Linked DNA regions of Mus musculus: region 1 is linked to region 2. Evidence: chromatin contacts called from public promoter capture Hi-C data. All regions are on one chromosome and are shown on one strand. The core of a region is the stretch at or near the end of the contact, and the rest is flanking DNA. Distances in the headings are between cores, read along the strand shown. Region 1 holds the start of Sh3bgrl (SH3-binding domain glutamic acid-rich protein like). Region 2 holds the start of Cox7b (cytochrome c oxidase subunit 7B).

Region 1 (6,757 bases), core at 3,050-5,549, 3.1 Mb after region 2:
CTGAACTTGTTTATCAGTTTAGGAGTTCTCTGGTAGAATTTTGAGGTCACTTATGTAGACTATTTTATCATCAGCACATAGTGATATTTTGACTTCTTCTTTTCCAATTTGTATCACTTTGACCTTGTCTTGTTGTCTAATCACTCTGGCTAGGACTTCAAGTACTATATTGTGTAGGTAGGGAGAGAGTGAGCAGCCTTGTCTAGTCCCTGATTTTAGTGGGATTGCTTCAAGTTTATCTCCATTTAGTTTGATGTTGGCTACTCGCATTCTCTATATTGCTTTGACTATGTTTATGTATGGACCTTGATTTCCTGATCTTTCCAAGACTTTTACCAAGAAGGGGTTTTGAATTTGTCAAATGCTTTTTCAGCATCTAATGAGACGTTCACATGGTTTTTTCCTTTGAATATGTTTATGTGGATTACATTGACAGATTTTCGTATATTGAACCATCCCTGCATCCCTGGGATGAAGCCTACTTGATCATGGTGAATGATTGATTTGATGTGTTCTTGGATTTGGTTTGCAAGAATTTTATTGAGCATTTTTACATTGATATTCATAAGGGAAATTGGTCTGAAGTTCTCTCTCTTTTTTTTCTCTCTCTCATTGGATCTGCATGTGGTTTACTTACAAGCATAATTGTGGCTTCATAGAATAAATTGGGTAGTGTTCCTTCTGTTTCTATTTTGTGGAATAGTTTGAAGAGAATTGGAATTACGTCTTCTTTGAAGGTCTGATAGAATTCTGCACTAAACCCATCTGATCCTGGGGATTTTTTTGGTTGGTAGACTTTTAATGACTGTTTCTATTTCTTTAGGGGCTATGGGACTGTTTAAATGATTTATCTGATCCAGATTTAACTTCAGTACCTGGTATCTGTCTAGAAAATTGTCCATTTCATCCAAGTTTTCTAGTATTGTTGAGTATAGGCTTTTGTAGTAGGATCTGATGAATTTTTGGACTTCCTCAGATTCTGTTGTTATGTCTCCATTTTCATTTCCGATTTTGTTAATTAGGATACTGTCCCTGTGCCCTCTAATTAGTCTGATAAGGGTTTATCTATCTTGTTGATTTTCTCAAAAAAACCAGCTCCTGGTTTGGTTGATTCTTTGTATAGTCCTTTTTGTTTCTACTTGGTTGATTTCAGCCCTGAGTTTGATTTTTTCCTGATGTCTAGTCTACTCCTCTTGGGTGAGGTACAATGTGTGATTTGAGCTTTAGTAAAGTTTCTTTTATTAATGTGGGTCCCCTTTCATTTGGATCATTTGGGTTTGCAACCCCATAGGAAGAACAACAATATCAACCAACCAGACCTCCCCAGAGCTCCCAGTGACTAAACCACCAACCAAGGAGTACACATGGAGGGACCCATGGCTCCAGCCACATATGTAGCAGAGTATGGTCTTGTTGGGCATCAATGGGAATAGAGGCCTTTGATCCCCAGTGTAGGGGAATGCCAGTGTGGGGAGGCGGGAGTGGGTGGGTAGGTGGGAAAATACCCTCATAGAAGCAGCGGGAGGAGTGATGGGATGGGATTTTCAGGGGGATAACATTTGAAATGTAAATAAAGCAAATATCCAGAAGAAAAAAAAGAAAATATCCAACAAAAATAAAATAAAATTTAACTGTAATCTCTTGGGTCTATTCAGTTTATCAGCATTTCTGTATGAAATATTAAAATGTAAAATTGCATTTATTATTATTATTATTATTATTATCATTATGTGTGAACAATACACATGGGCAGTATGTGTGCATGTGTTTGTGTATGTGTGTCTGTGTATGTTTGCTTGTGTGGTGTTCATGTGTGCCTGGTCACACATGTGCCCATGGTGTATGTATAGAGATCAAAGGACAGTTCTTTGGAGTCAGTTTTCTTTTGTTTTTATTTTTCAAGATTTATTTATTTTTATTTATATGAGTACGCTGTAGATCTCTTCAGACACACACCAGAAGAGTGCATTGGACCCCATTTTAGAAGGTTGTGAGCCACCATGTGGTTGCTGTTTATTGAACTCAGCACCTTTAGAAGTCAGTGCTCTTAACTGCTGACCCATCTGTCCAGCCTAGGAGTCAGTTTTCTTTTCCACCCACCTCAGCTGTTAAGCAAGAAAGTGCCCCACAGACTTTCCTACAAGAGTTTTCTGACTTGATGTATCTCATTCCAGATAAATCTAGCTTGGGTCAAGCTGTCAAAAAACTAGCTAAGAGAATTATTTATATAACTTTTGGTATGCCTATAAATTTGAAACACATAAAACCATTCAAGATCATATTTTTTTAACATAGGAGAATACAAAAGTATATTTTTTGTACATAGCAATTTATAATAAATAACAATTCAAAATACCCTCTCCTTCCATACCATTACTTTTAACTTCTTGTCGCCTGCTCTATCCCTACCTGGAAAAGCTGATCTGTAACACAGGGGAAATTATCTTTAGGTCCTGGGGCTGTGTTCAATTAAGAGACACAATGTCATTAAGTTGACTGTGCTGGCTGGGAATTCCTGAACCCAAGTAATCTTAACTGAGTAGTAAGGGCTATGGCATTCATTGGTGTTCAGGGTCTTCTAAGTTTTCTGCACACAATCTGGGTTTATTTTTAAGTTTTGAGAGACACTGGCCTTTGGTTGTCATGATTTCCTAAGGAAATAGATTATACTGTTTGATCCAACCCAGTTTATTCAAATTCACCGTAACCTTTCCAGGCAAATGCTCTCGGGCAATTTCTCTATAGAAAATTTAAGCAGTAATGACCATTCTATGATACCCATCTCAAGGATAGCTCAAAGTAGGGAAGAACGGCATAAGGATATCCATTACCTTTATGTTAGAAATATTGGTAATAGTCTCTCCTAAAAATGTATCAGAAGTCTTATCATTAAGAATCATCAGGTTTTATGTATAAAACAAGTTATTGACTTATATTCACTAAGACAAGTATATCTATTACAGAACTGTACATGTGTATGTGTGTGTGTGCGTGCATGTGTGTATGTACTTGAAATCCAACTTTGGGTCTTAGTGTGATCTATAAGAGATCTACACATCTAGCCTCATTTTTCTAATAGATAAAGCCCACCAGATTCTTTGCTAATGCTACCATTCAGTTTTCTGGGAATAATTGATTGTGTTCAATAGTTTATAGACTAATTAGAAATATTTTGTTATTCCTGTTTTTTTTTCATTTTAAGAGTCTCTAAGTCTAAACAGTTAATGTAGAACTCCAAACAAGTTGTACAGTGATAACATAAAAGAAACAATATAGATTTTTTCAAAATCATGATTATGATTTATGATTATAAAGATTTTTCTAATCAAGTGAATTGGCAAGTAAAATTAACAGTAGCCATGATGTTGGTAATGAAGATGGTGGCTAGATTTTTCTCATTTACTGTACTTGATAATTTGTAGAAAGTCATTTTGTTTGGTTGATTTTTGATTTTTAAGAGACTTACCCTGTAGCATAGTCTAGCATCTAATTCCTGGCAATCATGTTTTACTATTCCAAGGGCAGAGATTACAGGTATGAGACAGCAACGGCAAAAAAGTACTTCCAAAGTATTTTCAGATGATTGGTTTTTTTCTTTTCTTTTCTTTTTTCTTTTTTTTTTTCTCTCTCTGCAATTCCTCTCCTCATTTTGGACTTGTTGATTTTTTTTTTTCTCTGCAATTTCCTCTCATTCTAGGGTTGTAGTTTTTTTCTTTGCAATTTCCTCCTTCATTCTAGAGTTGTCGCTTAGATCTCCTGCAAATTCTCACTAAAAAAATGTTCCATATTTTAGCAAAACTCTGAACAAAAAGAACCTATTCTGTGCTTTCCGGTTTGGGGAAACTTGAAACTTCTCTCCAGCCCTCCTCCTCTCCTCGTGCAGCTTTTCAGTATTCAACTCCTGCTGCCAACTAAGGTTAAAAAAAAATCACTTACTTCATTATTGGCATCTTAAAATATACAAGGCTTTGATAACGTGGGCTTAAAGACATTTAAAGTAGTGTCTGGATTCAATATAAAGCTAGCTTTAGGCTATCTTATTTGCATACATTTCTGAGCAGGAAGTAACAAGCAAAACTTCTGGTGTTCATGGGAACCGGTCCTTTATTCTAATCGAATATTTCTTTTTTTCTTACCCCTTCTTTTATTTCTCCCTTGCCCCCTTCCCGGAGAGGGAATAGTCAAAAAGAATTGTTTCAACAGATCTCGCGGTGCTGTTCGAGATCCTGTGTTTTAAAAAAACAATTTAGAAATGATGCAAATGAGCCTGAGCCTTCCGGGGTTTGGGGCTGGGATTGCAGAGCTGGAAGCTCATTGAAAGCAGCCGCTGGTGGAGGCGGGGCTCTGGCCAGTTATCCTTCCACCTTCCCCCACCCTCCTCATCCAACCTCTGTTTGGCCCTTAGCTCGGTTCCAGCCGTTGCTGCAGCTGTTTCCCAGCCCTTTTCAAGACTCCAGCGACCGACCAGAAGCCCTTGTTTCCAGGATGGTGATCCGTGTATATATTGCATCTTCTTCTGGCTCTACGGCGGTAAGGAGAGTGGGAGCCCACCTTTGTTGTTTTCCAACACACTAGTCCTCTTCTGCCCCAGAACCGTTAAATTGAAGAAGTTACACTGGAAGCTTCTCCTTAGAAGACGCAAGCATCGCCCAGAGTACCCCCTTCTTTCCTTTCTTCCTTTGTTGCGTCGATTTATTTATTTATTTATTTTCTCCCGTGGAGTTAGCTTTGTTTGCCTTGAGACGTTAGTGTTCGTTTCTAAAGGAAAAAGAAAACTACCAAGTTTAGGAGATAACTGGTAAAGGGACTTCACGGTTAGGTGAAGTCAAGTAAAATAAAAAACAAGTGGCTTTCAGGTTTTTTAGAGTGAGACATTTATGAAATATGCTCTGAGTACCGAGTTCAGGGGAAGTAGTGCATTTCTGTAAAGGATGAGGGTGCTGATGGGAAGGGAAGGGAAGGGAAGACTTCTGAGTACTGGAATTATTGTGAAGCCACTGGAATGGACTTATTTAGAGAGCGTGCAGGTGGGGTATATAATTTTAAAAATAGGCGAAAGTCAGGGGCAATGATACAAATGATTTTTTAAAAAAGTTCTTCTCCTCTTCCACCTCCTTCCCCTCCTCCTCTCCCCTTCTCTTTCTTCCTGGAATATGAAGCCATTTAAAAAAAATAATGTTGTATGAGACCTCCCCCCCCCCACTGGATCTTATTTTGAGTTTTTCCTTTCCTTCGAAAGATTTTCTTTCTAAAACCCACTCTTTCAAGACTGTTGAAAATGGAGGCAAGAACATGTGGCAACTGAGTTGCTGGCTCTTCATAGGATTTGGTTTTCTTCTTTGATTCATTTGCCAATTGTTAACTTAGAATAACAGTTTTTACCATATCTGAGGAACATTGGGTAAACTGAGGTGAAAGCTGGAATGCATACTCCTGTCACATGAAAGAGCTTCTGTTCCAGCAACCCCAGGAGGAAAAATAAAGGCCCTCAAGTGGCAGAAGCAGATGTGTGGGCTCAGGAATTTGAATGTAGAAAACTCCTCTAGCTTTAGAGTGGCAGAGATCCCAGGTTGCTGGGTTGTTGTCATTTACATTTAGTAGGATTTGGAATAGAGCTGAAGGCTATATGAAATCACCAGAACCATGAACCTTGAACTTTGTCTTTGCCAACATGTGTGGGTGTGTTTAGACGGGCTTTCAAAATATAAGGAAGCCTACTCTTAAAGTTATGGAGCAAACGTTTTGTTTGAAAAAATAGAAATGTTTATTATTTCCTTTGGACCCTACTTTAGAAGCATCTTGTCTTCCATACCTAACATTCTGATACCTCAGAGTAAAACATGGGTTACCGAATATCAATCTACTACATTAACTGCATTTTCAAAACCCAGCTTAATGCCTTTGGTTAATCCTTATTAGATTGACCCTCTCAAGCACTTAGGTTTTGTTGTTGTTGTTGTTTTGTGAGGTATGCAGTTTCAACACTGGTATTTGTTCTTTGCTTTCTCTATCTTCTATTTCTCTCCCAGAAGTAAACTCAAGGAGAAACTGCTTTAAGAATTTCACCAAGTAATAGAGTCACACCCCCCCCTCTTTGTTAAGACATAAAATGTCTAAGTGCCCAAGAAAGGATTAAGAGTTTATTAGATGATTCAAATGACAGATACTCATGTTGTTTTGTCTTTTGTTTCTATTGTTTCTTCATGGATAATTAATGCACTAATTACATTTTTATGAAAATGCCAAAATGAAAGATTTCTTATTATACTCTGGCAATTTTTAAAAAATAATCCTAAAATAGTACAAAGAGTATCTTAAAGGAGAACTACTTAATATGAATGGGGCGGTGGCTGTTTCCTTGAGGAAGGAAATTTCAGTTTGCAGTACCGAAATTTTCTTTAAGATAGCAAAAAAGCATTGTCCTTTTAACAAATGATTTAGAAATTTGGGGGCAAGTGTTCTCATGGGATCTTAAAAAAAAAAAACCTGAAAAGATACATACTTGTAAGTTATTAGTTGTCTAATGAGTGCTTTAAGTGTTTGGCTTTGGCTTGATAATATGTATGTATTGAATGATTTGCCTGCATATGTATACTGTGTGAATACAATGCCCATGGAGACCAGAAGAAGGTGTTGGGTCGGTCCCTGGAGCTAGAGTTCCAGATGGTTATGAGCCACCACGCGGATGCTGGGAACTGAATCCAGGTCCTTTGCAAGAGGAATGAGTGCTCTTGACTATTTGAGCCATCTCTGCAGC
Region 2 (6,698 bases), core at 1,468-3,967:
TTATTTGTAAACACATAGGTTTAATCCTCAATATTTCCTCAGTATACACACAAGCGCGTGCACACACACACACACATTATAATTTGGATTTATTTATTTATTTATTTTGCAGCACAGGGCACAGTAAAGGATTGAGTAAAGGACCCCACACAAGCTGGGCAAGCATTTTATCACAACTACATCCAAAGCCCAAGGTGCATTTATTTTGAATGTGTGGAACATACTATGTGATTATTCTTTTAGGTCCTGCTAGAAAGCAAAAACCCCACAGAATTATAATAATTCCACTATTTGGAGAGTTAAGGAGATGATTGTTGAAAGGAAAGTAACTGCTTTAAAAGAGGGACGGGCTGGAAAAATGGCTCAGTGGTTGAGAGCAGGCCCAAAAGATCCTGAGTTCAATTTCTGGCCACCACATGGTGGCTTATAGCCTTCTATAATGAGATCTGGTGCCCTCTTCTGGCCTGCAGGAATAATGCAGGCAGAATGCTGTATAAGTAATAAATAAATCTTTAAAAAAAAAGAAAGGAAAGTAATTGGTCTCCACATAAAGAGATATGAAATAAAATGAGCCTGGCGGTGCATACCTGTAATCTCAGTATTCAGGAGATAGAGGCAGGAGGATATCAGGGATTAATGCCAGTCTAGGCTGCATAGGGAGTTCCTCCTTGAGCTACAAGAGACCCTGTCTCAAACAAAACAAAGCAAAACAAGACAAAACAAAACAAAATAAACAAAAAGACAGATGAGAAGAGAGCAGAAGAGAGACAGACAGAGAGAGACACACAGAGAAAGCAATAGCCACATGTGGTGGCATACTCCTGTAATCCCTGCACTTGGGAGACTAGAGTGGGAAAATCCCAACTTTGAGGCCCACATAGGTTACATGGCGAGTCCCTGTTTCAAAGGAGAGGAGAAAGTAGGATATGAAAAAATTAAGCTGGGCCTCATAGGTCAGTTTAACTCCTACTTGGGAAGCTGGGGTAGGAGGATTACAAGTTCAATGCCTGTCTCTCTACTTTAGAGTGAGTTAACGGCCCATATGAGCCACTTGGTGTGAGCTTACCTCAAAATTTAAAAAGAAAAATTTTTAAATGGTTAAATTATTAGGTATGTCAGCTCACACCTATCATCTTGGGAAACTGAAGCAGGCAGCTTGCCAGGAGATTGAGGCCAGGAGTGGCTCCATAGTAAATTCCAAGCTAGCCTCTACTACAGGATGAAATCTAGTCTCCAAGAAACAAACACAAAAATAACAAACAAGGGGCTGGAGAGATGACTCAGCAGTTAAGAACACTGACTGCTCTTCCAGAGGTCCTGAGTTCAAGTCCCAGCAACCACATGGTGGCTCACAACCATCTGTAATGGGGATCTGATGCCCTCTTCCCGTGTGTCTGAAGACAGCTACAGTGTATTTACATATAATAAATAAATAAATCTTAAAAAATAAACAAGCATACCAAATAAGCATGGTGGTTTGAGTATCTCTGTTTTATGCTCACTCAGGTTGCTTTAGGCATATGAACTGCAGTGGTCATACAGACACAGTGTGGTAAAGAATTACCAATGGATACAAAACATAGTGGATAGAAGCTTATGCAGAATAGGATAGTCATTATGCATTGGAGTTACCTTTTTTTTTTTTTTTTTGCACACATCCCTCCTTTCCACTCAAGATACTTTTTTTTTTTAATTACAAAGGGAAAGCGGTGACTTTAAAGTGTAGAAATCTGGTATGCAGTGCTTGGATTAAATGATTAAGTTCATACTATTACTGAATGGGACATGCTAAGATCCTATACCTTTTGATAGGATGCTCTAAAAAGCAGAGTTTGATTTGTACATTATTTATCTAATCATGACACTAGAGAAGCTAAGGCAAAAGAATTGCAAATTCTAGGCCAGTCTGGGCTACATAGTAAGTTCTAGCCAGTCTGGGTTACATAGGGAGACCTGGCTTACACAGAGTTTCTTTTTTTTTTTTTTTTTTTTTATTTATTATTTATTATATGTAAGTACACTGTAGCTGTCTTCAGACACACCAGAAGAGGGCATCAGATCTCATTAAGGATGGTTGTGAGCCACCATGTGGTTGCTGGGATTTGAACTCTGGACCTTTGGAAGAGCAGTCGGGTGCTCTTACCCACTGAGCCATCTCACCAGCCCTACACAGAGTTTCTTAAGAAGATACATATATAGTATTCTTGCCAGATGCACATGAACTGGAATCCTTAGGGGAAAAAGGTCAATTGATCTCCCAGCACTTGGGAGGCAAAGGCAGGACTTTTTCTGTGAGTTCCAGGCCAGCTTGGTCTACATAGAGAGTTCCTGGTCAGCCAGGACTAAATAGAGAGGCCGTGTCTCAACTCCCCCACAAAAATTCCAAAAAAAAAAACCAATAAAGGTAAAACCAATTAATGTAGGTAATAGGAGACAGAATGTGAAAAATTTGAAGGGACTGTAATTGGAAGTGAGACACTAGATCCAATCCTCTGGAGTTTTAGCACCATTTTGATGCTGGTGCCTTATGTAAGGTCGGTGTCTCAGCTCTCCTTTGTAGAGTCCGAAACCTTTGTCCAAAGAGTTAACCTCCCTGCTTAGTAAATACTACTTTATGGAAGCCATCAAGCTTGAAACTACATTTCCCAAAGACCTTCCTATTTCCTCGCAGGAACTAGGATGACAATTTCTATAGGTCAACCCCTAAATCTCGCGACATCTCACCAATTCTCATTTGGGCTCCCTGCTGAAAGCCATTTTGTTTTTCAGGACGCTTTGCAAGGGTAGCTGGGGTGAATTTGCACCAAGGCAGCAGCATAGTCGCCGCAGTTCCATCTTCGTCTCCGCGATGTTGCCCTTAGCCAAAAACGCACTAAGCCGTCTCCAAGGTGAGCAGATAATGTGGGCGAGTTCTTTACAACACCCGGGATCCGGCTGTCCTCGTGCTCTTCTGCCCTCTTCCTCCGCCCCAAATCCTGCGGGTTTTAATTCTAGGTGCATGGTCCCCTGCGTGGTCTCCAGTCACTGGGAAGGGAAGCTAGCCATAACAGAGGTAGCTGTGACAGTGGCTTTATCATCCTGTCCTTGTGTTCCTAACCTCGTTATGCATTCTCTTTCTTCAGAGACCTATGATTTCCAGGAAGAACGCTTTGGCGGACACCTTGCTCTTTTAGCGATGATCTAAATTTTAGCTCTGGGAGTGTATTTACGTAGAAGAACTGATCTCCTACAATAACGGTGGTAGGAAACTAAATCTACCGCATCTGGATTCATAGCAAGGGGTTGAAAACCTTAAGCCTGGCAGCTTTGAAGAAGTCATCTGTAGATTATTAACGGAATATTAACTATAGCGAAAACAATCATGGTCATTTTTTTTTCCTGCTTTAAAGTTAGGCAAGTACGTGGAAACTTGAGACTAGCAGTATATATGGAAAATACACTGGACTGGAAAGAAAAAAATTCATTTTTGTAATTGCTTTACCCTGAAGGTGACCTTCAGTAATGTGAATGAAGGTGACCTTACACAATACTTACTTGCTTTTCTAGCCATGGATTTAGTTTTATTTTACCTTTAGATCACATGCTGTGTTCTAAGTACTGAAGTACTTTGGGAATAATTGAAAAAAAAAAAAAAGAAAGAAGCCCAACTGATCTTTCATCTGCTACAAGCTGTGTTTATTATTTCTTTCACTTTGGACAAATGATTTAGCGTTATAAACTTGTTTTTGTAAAACAGAGGTTAGTAAGTAATACCTATGTCAAAGACCATTAACCAATCTCTGGTCACTAAACTGGGTGGTTTTGTTTGTTTGTTTGTTTTTAATTTTATTTTGGTATAGAGGGGAGATCACTTGGTAAATCAGAGTGTTGAAACAACAGTTGTTTGGTAATCTCAATTTCTTTGATCTTTAAGTGACTTAGGGACTTTTAAAAATACTGTAGGAAAAGTTTTTTTATCATTTTTTTTTTTTTTTTGAGACAGGGTTTCTTTGTGTAGCCTGGCTGTCCTGGAACTTGCTCTGGAGACCAGGCAAAAAGATGATTTTTTAGTTTATTTTGTTGTGTTTCTGTTTCTCATACTCACCCTTTTAAATGTTCTGGAGCAGAATTGATTATGGAATGTTTATGAATTTGCTTATTCCGGCTGTGGCTGTTTTCTGAGGGAGGGTCTCAGGTACACTAGGTTGGCCTGCCATTTTAATCTGTAGCCAAGGATGTCTTCAACCCCTGATCCTTGGCCTCCATTTCCCAAGTGCTGGGCTTGACAAAGTCCTTCCCACCTTTATAGACCTAATTGTGTTTGCTTCTGAAGTGTTAGCAATCAAGTCTAGGGAATGTTAGGCAAGCACTACACCAATCCCGCTACATTTATTTCCCTGGGTGTGGCTGGTTAAAGGTGAAAGTGGAACCGTAAGTAAAGCAGCTAATATAATGGTTAAGGAATTATTAGGATTATACCACATAGAGACCATTGGTGGTGGTGGTGGTGGTGGTGTTTGTTTTGGGGGTGAGAGAGGATTTGATAGAATTTGAACCCAAAGCTCTGCCACTGAATCCAGGCTCTCCCCAGCCTGAAACATTAGTGAGGGAACAGCAGTTTTGTCTTACCCTGCAGCCCAGCCTGGCATGAAAATTGAGTATAGTTTTCAACCTTACCCTCCCAAGTACTGAGAGAACAGCTATGAACCGCTGCACCTCAATTCAACATTGCTTTTTCCTCTGTGTCTGTAAGTACCTTTAAAGACCTTTAAAACAGGGACTGGCGAAGTGGCTCAGCGGTTAAGAACACCAACTACTCTTCAGAAGGTCCTGAGTTCAAATCCCAGCAACCACATGGTAGCTCACAACCATCTGTAATGAGATCTGATACGTTCTTCTGGTGTGTCTGAAGACAGCTACAGTGTACTTACATATAATAAATAAATCTTTAAGAAAAGACACACAGTAAAGACCTTTAAAATAATGAGGTGGTGGTGTCTAGATTTGAAGAGAAAAACTATTGACTTTTTGGTATTTACCACTTTTTTCGAGTTTTATTCCTTAATAAGCTACCTTTATAACCTTGTTCTTCATCCAAACTTGATTGGCTCTCTGGTACAGTAGATCTATCTATCTCTGTCGATATTCCATTTTTCTTTTTCTAATTAATTAATTTTTATTAGATATTTTCTTTATACACATTTCAAATGCTATCCTGAAAGTTCCCTATACCCTCCCTCTGCCCTGCACCCCTACCCACCTACAAATCCTACTTGCCTAAATGCTGAGTTAATTCTACTTTCTTGTACAACAGAGATCATGTCTTCACATATAATACTCCCTTCTAGGCTAGAAATTACCTGATGATAAAATCTCTATCATAACATTTTTTCTACTCTGTTTTTTGAGACAAGGTGTCATGCACCGTAGGCTGACTCCTGATCCTCCTGCTTTTACCTTCCACGTGCTTGCCTGCTTATATACTCTTATTATATAATCAAAAACCTCATTCTTTACCAATTATTTTAAAATCCTGCTTACCATAGCTTGGGGGCATAATTTTAAGGTGATAAACATTTGATTTTTATTTTTGCTGTGAAAATTTTCAGTAATGCAGAAAAAAATGAGAATTGGTATGAAGAACATTTACCATCATGTGTCAACATTTTATTGTATTTTTAAATGTTTCTGTCCACGTGTCACTTTATCATTTTATTTCTTTTTTTTTTTTTTTTTTTTTTAAAGATTTATTTATTGTTATATGTAGGTACACTGTAGCTGTCTTCAGACACACCAGAAGAGGGCATCGGAGCATCGGATATCATTGCAGATGGTTGTGAGCCACCATGTGGTTGCTGGGATTTGAACTCAGGGCCTTTGGAAGAGCAGTCAGTGCTCTTACCCGCTGAGCCATCTCACCAGCCCCTTATTTCTTTTTTTAAAGACTTATTTGTTTTATGTATGTTAAGTACATTGTAGCTGTCCTCAGGCACACCAGCAGGGGGCATCAGATCCCATTACAGATGGTTGTGAGCCACCGTGTGGTTGCTGGGAATTGAACTCAGGATCTCTAGGAGAGCAGTCAATGCTCTTAACCACTGAGTCATCTCTCTAGTCCTCATATTTGTTTATTTTTTTGAGTTGGAGTCTTTAACTGGAGCTCAGGGTAGCCTAGAATTCACTGTCTAGCCCAGTTTGGCCTTGCACTTGCGGCAGTTCTCCTGTCTCAGTCCCCCAAGAGCTGAGCCTTCAGGTGTGAGCCTGGCAGTTGGTTTTACTTTCACAGCGCTTGAGAAGGTGCTTGTCTGCCCACCTGTCTAACCTTCTGTTCTTTCTTTCTTTGATTTTGTTTTGTTTTGGATTTTTTAGAGACAGGGTTTCTCTGTGTAGCCTTGTCTGTCTTAGAATTGGCTTCTAACCAGGCTGGTCTTCAACACAGAAATCTGTCTGCCTCTGCCTCTCAAGTGCTGGGATTAAAGATGTGTGCCACTACCACCTGACCACTTGTTCTTGTGGTTAACATTTAGTAGTCTGTGGAGTTGCTTTGCTTTCCTTATTGGCAGTTGTGTGTTTTTATTTTGATAACTGATCCATATACTTCTGTGTTCTTTTCTAAGTTCGAAGCATTCAGCAAGTGGTGGCAAGGCAGAGCCACCAGAAGAGGGCACCTAGTTTCCATGACAAATATGGGAATGCTATATTAGCAGGTGGAGCCATCT

Evidence for each region. Promoter capture Hi-C pulls out the DNA fragments that hold promoters and counts their contacts.
Region 1: a promoter capture Hi-C map of pre-B cells shows a contact between it and region 2. The contact joins the promoter of Sh3bgrl here to the promoter of Cox7b in region 2. A contact is called at or near these places in 2 of 39 promoter capture datasets (cranial neural crest and pre-B cells).

What each region holds. Positions count from the first base shown.
Region 1 is chrX:109,091,108-109,097,864 of GRCm38.p6, forward strand. It overlaps Sh3bgrl (SH3-binding domain glutamic acid-rich protein like), which reads left to right and starts at 4,300. Exons shown (of 4, transcript NM_019989.2): 1 at 4,300-4,530. The coding sequence starts at 4,486.
Region 2 is chrX:106,012,983-106,019,680 of GRCm38.p6, forward strand. Cox7b (cytochrome c oxidase subunit 7B) reads left to right here and starts at 2,718. Exons shown (of 3, transcript NM_025379.2): 1 at 2,718-2,888; 2 at 6,597-6,698. The coding sequence starts at 2,849.